Linked DNA regions of Ovis aries: region 2 is linked to region 1. The links are chromatin contacts, called in public Hi-C maps. All regions are on one chromosome and are shown on one strand. Each heading gives the region's core, a stretch centred on a gene start, on an enhancer-like site or on the middle of the called end of the contact. The rest is flanking DNA. Distances are from core to core; before and after follow the strand shown. Region 1 has its middle 6.0 kb from the start of TRNAC-GCA. Region 2 overlaps MED12L (mediator complex subunit 12L).

Region 1 (7,494 bases), core at 2,933-5,432:
ATAAGTCCCTCCAATGAACAGCCAGGACTGATCTCCTTTAGGATGGACTGGTTAGATCTCCTTGCAGTCCAAGGGACTCTCAACAGTCTTCTCCAACACCGCAGTTCAAAAGCATCAATTCTTTATTGCTCAGCTTTCTTTATAATCCAACTCTCATATCAATACATGACTACTGGAAAAATCATAGCTTTGACTAGATGGATCTTTGTTGACAAAGTAATGTCTCTGCTTTTTAACATGCTGTCTGTGTTGTTGGAGAAGACTCTTCAGAGTCCTTTGGACTGCAAGGAGATCCAACCAGGCCATCCTAAAGGAGAGCAGACCTGGATGTTCATTGGAGGGACTGATGTTGAAGCTGAAACTCCAATACTCTGGCCACCTAATGTGGAGAACTAACTCATTTGAAAAGATTCTAATGCTGGGAAACATTGAGGGCAGGAGGAGAAGTGGATGACAGAGGATGAGATGGTTGGATGACATCACCGACACAATGGACATGGGTTTTGGTGAACTCCGGGAGTTGGTGATGGACAGGGAGGCCTGGCATTCTGTGGTTCATGGGGTCGCAAAGAGTCGGACACTACTGAGCAACTGAACTGAACTGAACCGAAGATTGGTCATAACTTTTCTTTCAAGGAGTAAGTGTCTTTTAATTTCATGGCTGCAATCACCATCTGCAGTGATTTTGGAGCCCCCAAAAAATAAAGTCAGCCACTGTTTCCATGGTTTCCTCATCTATCTGCCATGAAGTGATGGGACCAGATGCCATGATCTTCGTTTTCTGAATGTTGAGCTTTAAGCCAACTTTTCCACTCTCCTCTTTCACTTTCATCAAGAGGCTCTTTAGCCCTTCTTCACTTTCTGCTATAAGGGTGGTGTCATCTGCATATCTGAGGTTATTGATATTTCTCCCAGCAATCTTGATTCCAGTTTGTGCTTCTTCCAGCCTAGGGTTTCTCACAATGTACTCTGCACAGAAGTTAAATAAGCAGGGTGACAATATACAGCCTTGACATACTCCTTTTCCTGTTTGGAACCAGTCTGTTGTTCCATGTCCAGTTCTAACTGTTGCTTCCTGACCTGCATATAGGTTTCTCAAGAGGCAGGTCAGGTGGTCTAATATTCCCGTCTCTTTCACAGTTTTCCACAGTTTATTGTGATCCACACAGTCAAAGACTTTGGCATAGTCAATAACGCAGAAATAGATGTTTTCTGGAACTCTCTTGCTTTTCCATGATCCAGCGGATGTTGGCAATTTGATCTCTGGTTCCTCTGCCTTTTCTAAAACCAGCTTGAACATCTGGAAGTTCACGGTTCACATATTGCTAAAGCCTGGCTTAGAAAATTTTGAACATTACTTTACTAGTGTGTGAGATAAATGCAATTTTGGGTAGTGAGCATTCTTTGGCATTGCCTTTCTTTGGGATTGGAATGAAAACTGACCTTTTCCAGTACTGTGGCCACTGTTGAGGTTTCCAAATTTGCTGGCATATTGAGTGCAGCACTTTCACAGCATCATCTTTCAGGGTTTGAAATAGCTCAACTGGAATTGCATCACCTCCACTAGCTTTGTTCGTAGTGATGCTTTCTAAGGCCCACTTGACTTCACATTCCAGGATGTCTGGCTCTAGGTGAGTGATCACACCATCGTAATTATCTGGGTCATGAAGATCTTTCTTGTATAGTTCTTCTGTGTATTCTTGCCACCTCTTCTTAACATCTTCTGCCTCTGTTAAGTCCATACCATTTCTGTCCTTTATTGAGCCCACCTTTGCTTGAGATGTTCCCTTGGTATCTCTAATTTTCTTGAAGAGATCTCTAGTCTTTCCTATTCTGTTGTTTTCCTCTATTTCTTTGCATTGATAACGAGGAAGGCTTTCTTATCTCTCCTTGCTATTCTTTGGAACTCTTCATTCAAATATTCTAGCCATAAGAGTATGACTTAATCGTTTGTTATTGTCCAGAGTTCAGCCAGAAAAGGCAAATGCTCTGTAAGAAAGTTTTGACCCTCAGACCTCTGATACCCTCCACTGGGGTATAAATTGAGTGGACCTCTCAAAGTTGCGGTGGACAGAGACATGACTGAAAATCTGGGCCTTCCACCAGAGGTTTTAACAATAGCAGATGAGGACTTTACAGCTTTAACTCTAGTATATATCTAGATAGAAAGGAATAACTGAAAAACAGATATCCCTTGGGAAGATGCAGGTACAGATGAGCAATGAGCCTTCCTGACATCTTTCCTGAAAGTGTGAGATCCTTATTCTGAAAATGGGAGAAATTATCATTAATGAAAAGTATATGATATGATGTACTAATGCCCAATGCACAGGCTATGGAGCAATTGATATTGCTTCAGAAATACTGCTGCTTTGTACTGAGAGTGATACATGATGATTTGAAAGTGGTACAAGATGATTTCAGTGCTTCAGGGAAGAAACACATCAGGGCTGATCAGAAGGCGTGTTTTGGCTCCATTATTGCAGAGGATATTTACGCAAAATGTGATCCCCTCCCCCAAGAAAAACAGCATGACTGAGTTACACACACACACACACACACACACACAAGACAAATAACACCCAGTTAAGTCAGCATATTTAGAAAATGATCCAGTTATCAAACTCTGTAATCATTATGCATTGATTTTCTTTCTTTAGTAGCAAAAAGACAAAATCTGGGCAGATGTTTCCAAGTTGTGAATCACTTTATAATTGCTATGTCCAGGAAATTCCAAATTGAAATCCACCCTATCCCCTGTTTCCTTTCCTACTAAATGGGATTTTTTTTTTAACTCAATGAATTTAGGAGATTTTTTTCCTTGATAGATATCTAAATGTCCCCTTCATTCTGAAAGGGGTTCATAACCTAAAAGATTTAATAAGATTTTATTAATCATAATAGGACCTCTCCAAGGAGGGAAATAAAAAGGAAGAGGGGGCAAAATTCCACATTAAGATATGGAGTGTCACCGAGAATGCCGCTATTGGCTTCCCTCTTCTATCTATTAATGGAACACACAGAGTCTGATATCCACCCACTTCTGTTTGTGGACTGTTTGTCACACACTGAAGGAGAAGCTAAAAAAGGTTTTTGTCTGTTGGCTCTAATACTGATTCCTTATAGCAACAAGATAGGAAAAAATGCAAGATGCCTTATGCAAAGCTTTGCTATGGAACTTAGTTTTGAATAGGCATAAAATAGTTTATGGGTAAAATGGAACCCCTTGTCTAAAAGTGTGTAAGCTGGGAATTCATCCTGTCCCAACTCCACTGTGGATATGGTGGAGCCAGAGAGTCAGCTATGAGGAGTGGTCCTACGAAGTGAAGTGAAGTGAAGTCGCTCAGTCGTGTTCGACTCTTTGCGACCCCACAGACTGTAGCCTACCAGGCTCCTTTCTATACATGGGATTTTCCAGGCAATAGTACTGGAGTGGATTGCCATTTCCTTCTCCAGGGGATCTTCCCAACCCAGGGCTTGAACCCTGGTCTCACGCATTGTAGACAGACGCTTTAAGCGATCTATCAATCAGGAAGCTTCAGGGAAGAAGCTCCACAACCCCGGCTCTCACCCACAAGCTCAGGAAAGTTGCACAAAACCCAAGACAAAACTTTATTATCACCCATCTTCACAAAATCATCTATGTTGTCCCCTAACTGTGAGCTCACCAAGAGTCTTATTAATTTGCATATCAATCGAACTTAATGCTGGTTCCTAGACAAAAGAGATGCTCAACATATTTGAATGGAACTTTTCTATAGATGAGGTTATTAACATCTTTATAGAACTGGTGTTACTTAAAATGTTTCTCAAGAATTTTAATTTCAAAATCTCTCCCTTTAAATAAGAATTTGTTGTTATAAATGATGTGGTTGAGCACTGTCCTGGGACTCTGCTTCTGCCAAGTTTCTTAAAAGGCTGAGAACAGAAGAACAGAGGGCAAGAACCAGCAGTTTTCAGAGTGACGCTAAACCCCTTTGGAGATCCTGCATAGGAGAGCCAAAAACGGAAGTTTAGACCCTCAGCTCCTCATTCCTCTTGAGGATATAAAAGAATTGAGGTGAAGAAGTCAGAGAGTTAGATGAAGGATTGATTTGACAATTATCTGGAGGAGGGGGGTTTCAAGGAGAGCTTCAGTGGGACCATTGTCATTTAAAACAATAGAATCATCTGACTCATGGCTGAGGACAAAAGTCTCTTTGGAGAGTCTGACTCCACAGAGAACTTGTAGCACCAGCTTAGAGGTTTCCAATCGCTGTTCTTCCCGAAGTGTTTGCTTTCCTACAACACAAGAAGCTAAGTAGGGATATTGGCTTGTGGTCTCAGTTCATGGAATCCTGCCCAAGTTGGTTTCTGCTGTAGAGGTTATCTGACCAGAAAGAGATTGAGGGGGAGACTGTAGATTTTCAGCTGAGGAGAGGCACTGCCTGGCAATGGAGCTGAAGCTGAGTGGCTCACTTAGGACTTGCTTTGTAATTTGCCGGGTCATGGCGCTAGTGATAAAGAACCTACCTGCCCATGCAGGAGATGCAAGTGATGAGGGTTCAATCCCTGGGTCAGGAAGATCCCCTGGAGGAGGGCATGGCAACCCGCTCCAGTATTCTTGCCTGGAGAATCCCATGGACAGAGGAGCCTGGAGGGCTACAGTCCATAGGGTCACAAAGAGTTGGAGACGACTGAAGCAACTTAGCACATAAGGATGCAGTAAAAAAGGAAAACGCAGCGTGCTCTTGCTCAAAATTTAAACATTTCAAGATGGTGATGACAGAGCATTAAAACAAGCCTGAGGCCCCCCTAAGGTCCTGAGAGTCTGCACGGGGCTCACACCAATTAAGATGGCCCTCGATCTAGTAGTGAAATCACGCAGCTCTCGAAGTTCCCACAAGTTAACTCAAGAGAAGTTAGGCATAAAGTTCTTCCACAGCCAGAGAAAATCAGTGTGTATCACAGATTTCAAAGAAAGTCATCTCTGTACCTCTCTTCCCCCTCTTTCTCTCAATCTTCCGGAAGTCAGAGGCAGCCTAGTAAGCAGCCAGGTGAGTAGAAACTAGGCAGAGAAACCAACCTGAATGGGTGTCGCCACCCCAGCACTTCTCCCCCCTGCAAGAGCAGACAAAACAGGGAAGATAAACTTTACACGAAGTTTAGAATTTTAAGTATTTTATAAGACGGACTTACTGAAGTCCGTCTCATTTTACTTACTGAAATGAGATAAGCTGAGAAGGAAACAAAATAACTTGACTTTTTTTTTTTTTAACTTCTGAGAAATTATGGGACTTGCCCAAGATTTATCCAAGATGGTCATGAAAAAGAGGTCAGTTTTGACAGTGGGTTTACAGGACAGTGATAAGAAAGAATAAAGATACTTTATGAATGTGCCTGCAAAGAATTCTGCTGGCTCACTGTATGATTACATACAATATTTTATTTATTTACTCAAACTTTTCTGGGTAAACACATGCACACAACCATGGGTGTCCACATATATAGATGAATTTGGGGATATACTTCCATGAACCTAATAGGTTATTGAGGAGAAGACATTGAACTTATGACTTAATTGTTCAATGTCTCAGGATTATATCATTACAAGCCACAGCGAAAATAGAGCAGATAAACAAAAATGTGTGCATTGAAAATAATTGTTGTTGTTGTTTTACCTACATGGAGAAATTCTCTAGGAATCTGAACTGCGGAGGTGAGGTGTAACTCTAGACCAAGGTAGAAATACAAAAAAGGGCATTTGGGTAGTGTTTGGTTTAAAGTTATAATTAAATCTGCTGCAACACAAGAAATGTGCTTTTACTGCCCTCTAGTGGTTTCAGTTTTTCACCGCAACATCTCTATTTCAGTAGTCAATATTTCCATTAAATTCACTTCATAGAGACTATTTGAGAAAAGAAATCTGAAAAAAAAAAAAAGACTTTAATTCTCAAATATTTTCTAGATAACCAAATGTTATTAAGCAACTTTATGTAGTTGTGTCAAAATATATGCACTCTCTACAATTTCAAAATTGTTGGTTTTGTCATCTTTTTAAATTTGTCTGTGACTGCTTCATGAGCTCCAAGTTAACTGGTTAGGGTTTAGGCAGGGAAAGGGTGTGGGTATAACTTTATATTCCATATTAGACATGAAAATAGTCTTACTTTATACAAACATTCTGAGAGCTTATGCTTCCTTCCCCTTCTGTTAACAGCTCACCAGAAGCTCACTGTACCCTCCCTGGGTGCTGGTATGTGCAAAACGGGCGGTTGGTCCACCTTGTTGCTGCCTTGGCTTCCCCTTGATTCTTTCAGATGCCGCCAACCCCTGGAAACCCCTGGTTTAGGGGAGTTGCTCGTGGCTTCAACTCCCTGCGCATCTATTCCAGACTCTGGAAAGGCCATTCTAAGTCTTCTGGTTTTCAGTAGCCTTCTTCCTCACCCCCTTCCCTATACCAAACAAGCACAAGGAAACATCTAGATGCCCTCACATCACAGAAGAGCCCCTGTTAACGCAAAGGATCTGTCTTGGGCTCTCTATTTTTCTCAAACTTCTTATGCCTCAACTGTTAGCTCCATCAGAATTTCCTGGAAGATCTGTTAAAACACTAATGTCTGGCCCCACCCCTAGAGTGTCCAATCAGTAGTCCTGAAGTGGATTCCAAAGACCTGCATTTCTAACAGGTTCCCAGAACATGCTGATGCTTCTTATCCCAGGACCCACATTTCTGAACTGCTGGCTTAAACCAGTATTTTCTCAATTGTTCACCTTAAGGCACAAGGAAAAACCAATAAAATGTATTCTTTACACAAGGGTTAACCTGAGCTGTAAGCCTTTATTGTGGAGAAAGCTCTTGGTCTATTTTGCGGGTTGGTCTTCCCACCCACTCTGGCCAGAGCCACAGGAGGTCTTTCTTAGATCTACATCATGAGAGCCAAGTGGTAAAAGCCATAAAAATGTTAAGACCTCTCCGAGAGGTCCATGGCTCTCGGGACTTTCTCATTAGTCCACACCCAGCTTCTAGCAATTTGTAAAAATTAGCGTTTTGATGTTCCAACCAGCTGATGGGGCTTCCCTGGTGGTTCAGACGGTAAAAAATTTGCCTGCAATGCAGGAGACCTAGGTTCAATCCCTGGGTCAGGAAGATCCCCTGAAAAAGGGAATGGCAACCCTCTCCAGTATTCTTGCCTGGAGAATTCCATGGATAGAGGAGCCTGGCAGGCTATAGTCCATGCAGTCGCAAACAGTCAGACACGACTGAGCAACCCACACACACTGAATCATAATGTGAAAGCCATGCCTTGTATCATCTATTACATGCTTTTCATTTCAATGAAAATGTATATTCTATTTCAATTAATTGGGTTAATCTGGAAAACTTAAAATCCTAGAGCACATTATTTTATGGAAATTTTAAAAAATGTGTGTTTATCACTTAAACTACTTTCTAGTCATAGTCAAAGAGCTTGTTTAAATACAATCTAAAAGCTAAGGGTTTAATGATAAACT
Region 2 (7,494 bases), core at 3,478-5,977, 710 kb before region 1:
CCTTGAACATATTCTAAAAAGAAGCGTTTTATCACTGCTGTCAGTGGTAGTGGGCACATCACTTGTCATGTGTTGGAAATACCTGTGAAAATAAGTACTTACTCTGCAGGTAATTCAGCCACGGGAGTTGGGTGAGTGAGCACCATGCCTGAGATGAGCTGTATGACTACATGTCTCTCACACTTTGGAGAACACTGATATAGATTTCTTTTCCAAGACAGAATTTGAAAGATGGGTGGTTTTTCAGTTTTTAGTAAGAAGGAACAGTATGGCCAGGGCTCTAGTGTATTAGGTGGGGTAGAGTGCAGTTAGGTGGTAATGGGCTGATAATGCCCCCATAAGATGGAAATAGGACACCCCGAGGGAATTTAATACACCCCTGCATTGGCCAGTTTGATCTTCATTTTTAAAGAAATCCTTGAAATGTAATAGACTGCAGCCATGAAATTAAAAGACGCTTGTTCCTTGGAAGAAAAGCTATGGCCAACCTAGACAGCATATTAAAAAGCAGAGACATTAGTTTACCAACAAATGTCCATCTAGTCAAAGCTATGGTTTTTCCAGTAGTCATATATTGATGTGAGAGTTGGACTGTAAAGAAAGCTGAGCGCCAAAGAATTGATGCTTTTGAACTGTGGTGTTGAAGAAGACTCTTGAGAGTCCCTTGGACTACAAGGAGATCCAGTCTGTCAATCCTAAAGGAAATCAGTCCTGAATATTCATTGGAAAGACTGATGCTGAAGCTGAAACTCCAATATTTTGGCCACCTGATGGGAAGAACTGACTCGTTTGAAAGACCCTGATGCTGGGAAAGATTGAAGGCTGGAGGAGAAGGGGATGACACAGGATGAGACGGTTGGATGGCATCACTGACACAATGGACATGAGTTTGAGTAAGCTCTGGGAGTTGGCGATGGACAGGGAACCTGGTGTGCTACAGTCCATGGGGTCGCAAAGAGTCAGACACGACTGATAACTGAACTGACTGGAAAAAAAGAAATGATTCTATCACAAAGTTAAAATTATATGACTGGAGTGGAAATTAACTTCAAACTATTTTCGTTATAATTGTTAGCAGAGGGTCCACTTATACAGAGCTGAGAGGAGACCCAGGTCCCATATTGCACTAGAATTAAGCATATCTCATACAGCAAAATTTAGTACCTTTCTACTCTTCTAATAGTTTCATAAATGTTTAATAATTTTTTGTGTATAGAGAACATATATCACACATTCAGGGTTGACTTCTAGGTCAATATTGATATGTTTTAATGCAGCAGGTTGTATTTCACTCACTGGCTTAAGACACTTCCATCCCAGGGACTTAGTGGGTCAGTCAGGTCAGGCTCATGATTCTTCTTCAGTGTATTCCAAGGAAAATAATTCCAGAGAAACAAAGACCTCCATTCACAGTCATGTAAATAGAAAGTAAAATCCACAGTAGGCTTTTTTTTTTTTAGCTTTTAAAAAGCTACCTTGAGAAGCACGATGTTTTATTTTGATATTTAGAGCAATACATTATAATCTGCTGCTGCCACTTAATCGCTTCAGTCGTGTCTGACTCTGTGCGACATGGACTGGAGCCCGCCAGGCTCCTGTGTCCATGGGATTCTCCAAGCAAGAGTACTAGAGTTGGTTGCCATGCCCTCCTCCAGCGGATCTTCCCAACCCAGGGACTGAGCTCAGGTCTCCTGCATTGCATGCAGATTCTTTACCACTGAGCCACCGGGAAGCCCAATACATTATAATCTAGTTAGCAGCTATTCGTACAAAGGCAGATGTGTTGTACATCCTAAGTTTTAAGGTGAACTGAGAAACTTAGCACTTAGAGTGATAGACTTCAGATAATTTCCAAATTCCAAGTTATAGGGATGACCAGTGATCTTGGACTTTTGCATTAGTATAATTAGTTTTTGCATACTTAATTATAGCATGCTTATTTACATATCCTCTTAAGCTTATTAATATAATGCATGTTTGTCATTGAGAATAGGTGTGAAGAAGTCAGTCCATTGTATTGTTCTGCTATTACTTGTTTAACCACCCTACCTACTGTTGAGCATTTAGATCATTCCTAGAAGGCAATGGCACCCCACTCCAGTACTCTTGCCTGGAAAAATCCCATGGATGGAGGAGCCTGGTAGGCTGCAGTCCTTGGGGTCACTAAGAGTCAGATACGACTGAGCGTCTTCACTTTCACTTTTCACTTTCATGCATTGGAGAAGGAAATGGCAACCCACTCCAGTGTTCTTGCCTGGAGAATCCCAGGGACTGGGGGGGCCTCCTGTCCATGGGGTCGCACAGAGTCGGACACGACTGAAGCGACTTAGCAGCAGCAGCAGCAGTTGCATATTAGTGATCCTGGGGATATTTTGTTACATATTCCATTGCTCTTTTTTTTCCTTTCCCCTCACAGTGAAAGAAAATAGAAGTATAAGAAAAAGGTTCTAGTTGTATATTTTCAGAAGAGCCATGACACAAAGCCTCAGCAATTTTAACACAATTTATTTCTTTTTATCTTTAGTTTACAGTTCCTTTTCTTATTAGTTCTGCTAAGATTGATTATATGTATTATATTTATTATATCATCTCTAGCAGATCCAGTTCTTGTTACTGGCTAGTGTTCTTCCTCTCCCGCTTGTTTGCTTGCTGGTGACCAAGTGGTAAACTGGCTTTTGAAGAGACGCCAGCTCTGACTCACTCACAGCTGTCCTTCCTGCAGACTCGGGGGAAGGGATGGTGCTAACATGGCCGCCACTCTGCTCATGACTTGCCCTCCTGCTGTCTGGTGACATTCACAAGTCTACGTGTGTACGCTCAGATGTGCAGTGGAGGCCAGCACGGTGCCTAAGGTCACGGAGCACAGAGGTGATGTGCCAGGCTCGCATCCTGCCCCCGGATGGCTTAGAATCATCGAAGGCTGTTAGATGTCAGCCTGAGCCCCGGAAAGTGGTGGAAGCCTGGTGGGGTTGTGTGTATTTCCAGAGCTGTTGTAATGATATACCACCAAGGGTGTGGCTTGAACAATCAGAAATTTGTGCTCTCACCATTCTGGAGACTCAAAGTGCAAGATCATCGAGTGGGTGTAGCCAGTTTCTCTGACAGCCTGAGCCACACCTCTCTCTGAGCTTCTGATTGTTTCCTGGCAATCTGGAGCATTCCTTGGCTTGTAGACACATCACCTGATCTTCCCTTTCATCCTTTCATGATGTTCTCTCTGTGTTTGTGTCCAGATTTCCCTTTTTTAAAAAAGAGACTCTGTTTCCAACTGAAGTCACTTTCTGATGTACTGATGGTTAGGATGCTAGTGAATCTTTTGCGGGGGGAAATAATTCAACCCCTAACGGAGAATCCCAGGGACGAGGGAGCCTGGTGGGCTGCCGTCTATGGGGTGGCACAGAGTCGGACACGACTGAAGCGGCTTAGCAGCAGTAGCGGCAGCAACAGAGGTCAAGAGGAGTAGGAGAAGTATGGGAAGCTTTGAAAGAGGAAAGTGAATGCAGGGGACCTCAAGATACATTTGTATTTGGTTACTGCTTTTGACTACTAGTTCCTTATCAGGCTGTTTCCTTGTTGACAACAGCAGCTGGGTCATGTAGACAGTTATCATCAACACCCCTGTGTGCAGGCTCGTCATTTCTGTAAGTGCACCTAAGAGTCAAAATGGACTTACAACAGAACCAGTGCTTTTTCAGAAAGTGTCATCAGAAAATAGAACTTTCCTCTAAGAAAGAAAATACAAGAAAAGCCCGTGCTTAGAAATTAAATCAGGAGTTGTCATTTGCTTACTCAAGTCACTTGCCTTCTGTGAAGGAAGAGCATCTGGAAAAGAGTGGGTGCCCTTGCTGAAGAATTAGATTTGGCATCTCAGGCTTTGGTCTGTTTTATGGTTATTGACTTGAAAAATACTTTTAAAGCTCATGAATTGTTATGATTAAATTTACTATGTTAGCAGGCTATGATTTTTTTCTTTAAAGTTGCTTCCAGCTTTAAAGAAAATAGTGTTTACACTATCGTGCTCATAATTTCTTTTCATCTTGAATTCAGGTTGCCATAGTTGGGTGGCCAGGAAAACATGCTAACAGAAAGCTTTGGAAAGATGGCTTTTAAAATTAACTGATCGTTATGTCAATATCATACTGTGTTGAACACTTGCTTTTAAAAATGTGCATAATGGCAGAAATAGATACTTAAATAATCACATTAACTTTTAATCAAAGATAAGGGTGGAATTGTCATGTAACTTTCCTCAAGGAGTTCATATGTTCCAGTCAGAAATTTTTCAGAATGCCTCTGGAATTCCAAATTAGCCAGATAATAATCTTTTTTTTTTTTTTTTCCTCCAAAAAATTGGGTCCATGGAACTTACTGAGCCAGATTGCCATCCTTTGTATGAATAGGAGTCCACGCCCCGTCCCGCCCCCCCCCCCTGCGCCGCCCCCGAAGGAAAAAGAGAAGTCATATTTATGGAAGGAGGTATGGGGAAGGCTTTCTTGGGAGATTTGTGGTAACAGCACTGATACTTTGGGTTTCTTTTTTTCACTGAGAATAAAAACTAGTTCAGGTTAAAAAATAAAAAAAGGCTGGGTGGAAGTTGCCAGTTAGCCGGCAAATGAATACATGCTAAGTACTCTGAAATCCGCTGGCTGCTGGTCTTCTCTGTGTTTGCCATCCGGAACACATTGTTCCATCCACGTGCTCAGAGGAGGGGCCTGGGCAGCGCTGCAGTCTCTTCTGCCAAAGCTGGTAGAGAGGAAGGTTTGTGTCCTGTCAATCAGAGGAGGGCCTGTCTATCTGTGGAGCCTCAGTCGGCAGTGCAGGTTTAAGCTGAGTGTTGCCTTGTTACTTCGTCCCTTTGCTCACTGATAGTGGTGTCACAGTGTCAGGACACAGCTGTCAGGAGGCAAGGACTGTGTTTACTCACTTTGGCGTCCTGGAATCCAGAAAAGCACCTGGATTTGGATAACTCATTTGTTGGATGTCATAGCAATGGAGGAAAACACCCAACACATTATTCCTAAGCAAAGGAAAACACACCGGAGATTTGACTCTGCTTCTGCCCTGCCATCTCCAGGGTGCGCCCCACCCCTGCTTAGAGGTCAGGAGGTCAGTGGGCCAGCACTCCAGCCCGAGTGGGTGGGGGATGGGCCTGTGGAGGTAAGTTAATTAATCCCAATGTGTATCTGATTAAGATAACCTTGCATCAGAATGCATCCTTTGTTGGGACAGTCATAGGCCTGGCTGAAAGAAGGGGCGGGGAGAGGTATAAAGAAAAGGAAGGCTAGAGTGACACTCTGAAATCTGAAGGTTAAGGAAGAAAGTAAATCAGCACTATGAATGATGTTAATCAGAGGTGGTTTTACTTCTGCCACATAGGTTTTTTTCCCCCTCTTTGGAATAACTACTGCAATTTCTTGTATCAACTTAATGGCTGGAACCAGGGCACTCAGGCCCTCGGATTGTTCTGCACACGTAGAACTCTGGAAGCCAGCGCCTCCTCGAAGTGTGGTCCTCCTCCGTGCCTCTCTGGTCTCATCCTACCCAACCTCTGTCCTCCACCAAGCAGGAAGGTGCAGTCCCAATGGGGTCCAGGCCTCTGTGCCCACGCTCTTGTCTCCATTCACTCAAGGCCAGGCCTGTGGTACTTGACCCAATCCTCCCACCAGGCAGCTTTCAGTTTGCTGCTGCAAATGGTTTGTAATATAGTGACACCAACTAGTCAGCTGGTGATGGGTGAGGGATCAAGGATCTGTGAACCACTGGGCACCTCTGGACTCTTCCTCGGGGCTCCTCCGGTAAAGGCTACATCCCCACCTGGAAATGGGTTTGGAATGGATCAGGCACTTTCAGGTGAAGGCCAGATGTGGACCAGGCGTGGCTGCAGGCTTTCTCTTCTTTTCTCTGATGGGTGCTGACTCTCTCCTTTCTCCCGATGACAGTTCCCCAGGCAAGGCTTGCAGCAGACCCAGCAGCAACAGCAGACGGCTGCCCTGGTGCGGCAGCTCCAGAAGCAGCTTTCCAGTAAGTATTCTCCCTCAGAAACACACGGCTTCCAGGAGGTGGAGCTTGGCTGCTCCTCAAAAACCACGGTCTTCCTCGCCGCTTTCCTGTTCGCTTTAGTCCTGGTTGTCCCTACTGTGTTCAGTCATGGTTTGAAGGCTTCTTTTCCTGCAGAAGCCCCAGTCTTTTCCTTGAGTTCAGCAAAGATGTTTTCCTATTGCTTCCATCTGAGTCTAGGAATGTTTCTTTCCATCTCGGGGACCCCAAGAAACAACAGGTTCTTTTCTTGCAAAGCTAGATGCCCCAGAGAGCATCTTGGCTGATGCCCTCAAGTGTACTAGGGGGCAGGTTCAGGGCCCCCAGGCACTATGACTTTACATGTGTTAATTCACTTAATTTCTAAACCACCTCATGTTAGTCGCTCAGTTGTATCCGATACTTTGCGACCCCATGGACTGTAGACCATCAGGCTCCTCTGTCCATGAGATTCTCCAGGCAAGAATACTAGAGTGGGTTGCCATGCCTTCCTCCAGGGGATCTTCCCAACCCAGGGACTGAACCTTGGTCTCCCACATTACAGGCAGATTCTTTACCTGCGATAAGGTATTATTGCTATTCCCATATTACAGATGAGAAAACGACTAGAGAACAGGGACACTGACGTGTCTCCCAAGGTTACTCAGCCAACAGCTGGGACTAAAACTCAGAGTGACTCATTCCAGAGCCACCTTTTAACCACAGTATAGATTCTGCTGCCTGACATTAGCAGTGATGCTGGTCTCCTTTGTTGAATAAGGGCGACTAAGCTGAGCTGCCCATTGCACATCTCCAGAGGGCTCCATTTATGCCATAGTCTGTTTGCATGGGGCCTCTGGATTTGAACAGTCCCACCAGAGTTGTGTGAGCAGTAGCTGTTTCTAAGCCTGTGTCATTTTTTTGAACCTGTGCATGGTTCTTTGTCTGTGTGCATAGACATACGTGCATAGGCATACGCTCGTCTCATACATGCAGCCTCTCTCTCATGTGGATACACTCTTGCCTAGTTCTCTCTGATGTATCTATGGCCATTTGCAGAAAACTGCCCACTTCAAGCTACTTCTCTTTCAACTATTATAATGTCAGTGTTAAAGTAGAATTTCTGGTGTACTTTTATGAAGTGTTGAGAACCTTTAACGTTTTATGATACTTAACAGTCCCTTTTAATGTTAGTATTTAGGTGGTTCAGGGATAGAGACTTTTGATGGGTCAGTTACCCACATCCCAAGGCCTTTTGCTGACAGGTGTGGGACCGTGATGTAGAGCTGGCCCCTCTGCAGAATGAATCCAAGAGTGCTGTTAAGACCTGGCCACTCAAGGGTCTGTCTAGTGTTAGACTCCCAGGCCAGTCTGTTCTCCTGTTCCTGAGGCTGGTACTGAAAGCAGTGACACGTGCATACCATCTATCTGTAGCCTAATTTTGCATCTGCAATTTTGTTTGAATTTTTTTCTCTCACT

Evidence for each region. A called contact is a pair of places that touch in the nucleus more often than the background predicts.
Region 2: a Hi-C map of hypothalamus shows a contact between it and region 1, with 6 times the contacts expected there. The contact joins two enhancer-like sites. A contact is called at or near these places in 6 of 16 Hi-C or Micro-C datasets (blood, hypothalamus, liver and 2 more).

What each region holds. Positions count from the first base shown.
Region 1 is chr1:236,696,074-236,703,567 of ARS-UI_Ramb_v3.0, reverse strand. No RefSeq gene overlaps it. Among named protein-coding and RNA genes, the nearest start is that of TRNAC-GCA, 6.0 kb to the left of the region's middle. Within about 2 kb of position 4,182, at least 11 of the 54 cell types and tissues checked have an H3K27ac peak or open chromatin away from gene starts, as enhancers often do. A contact at or near this core is called in hypothalamus, where this site is marked.
Region 2 is chr1:237,407,059-237,414,552 of ARS-UI_Ramb_v3.0, reverse strand. MED12L (mediator complex subunit 12L) reads left to right here. Exons shown (of 44, transcript XM_060394814.1): 43 at 5,940-6,021. Among named protein-coding and RNA genes, the nearest start is that of IGSF10, 34 kb to the right of the region's middle. Within about 2 kb of position 4,727, at least 11 of the 54 cell types and tissues checked have an H3K27ac peak or open chromatin away from gene starts, as enhancers often do. A contact at or near this core is called in hypothalamus, where this site is marked.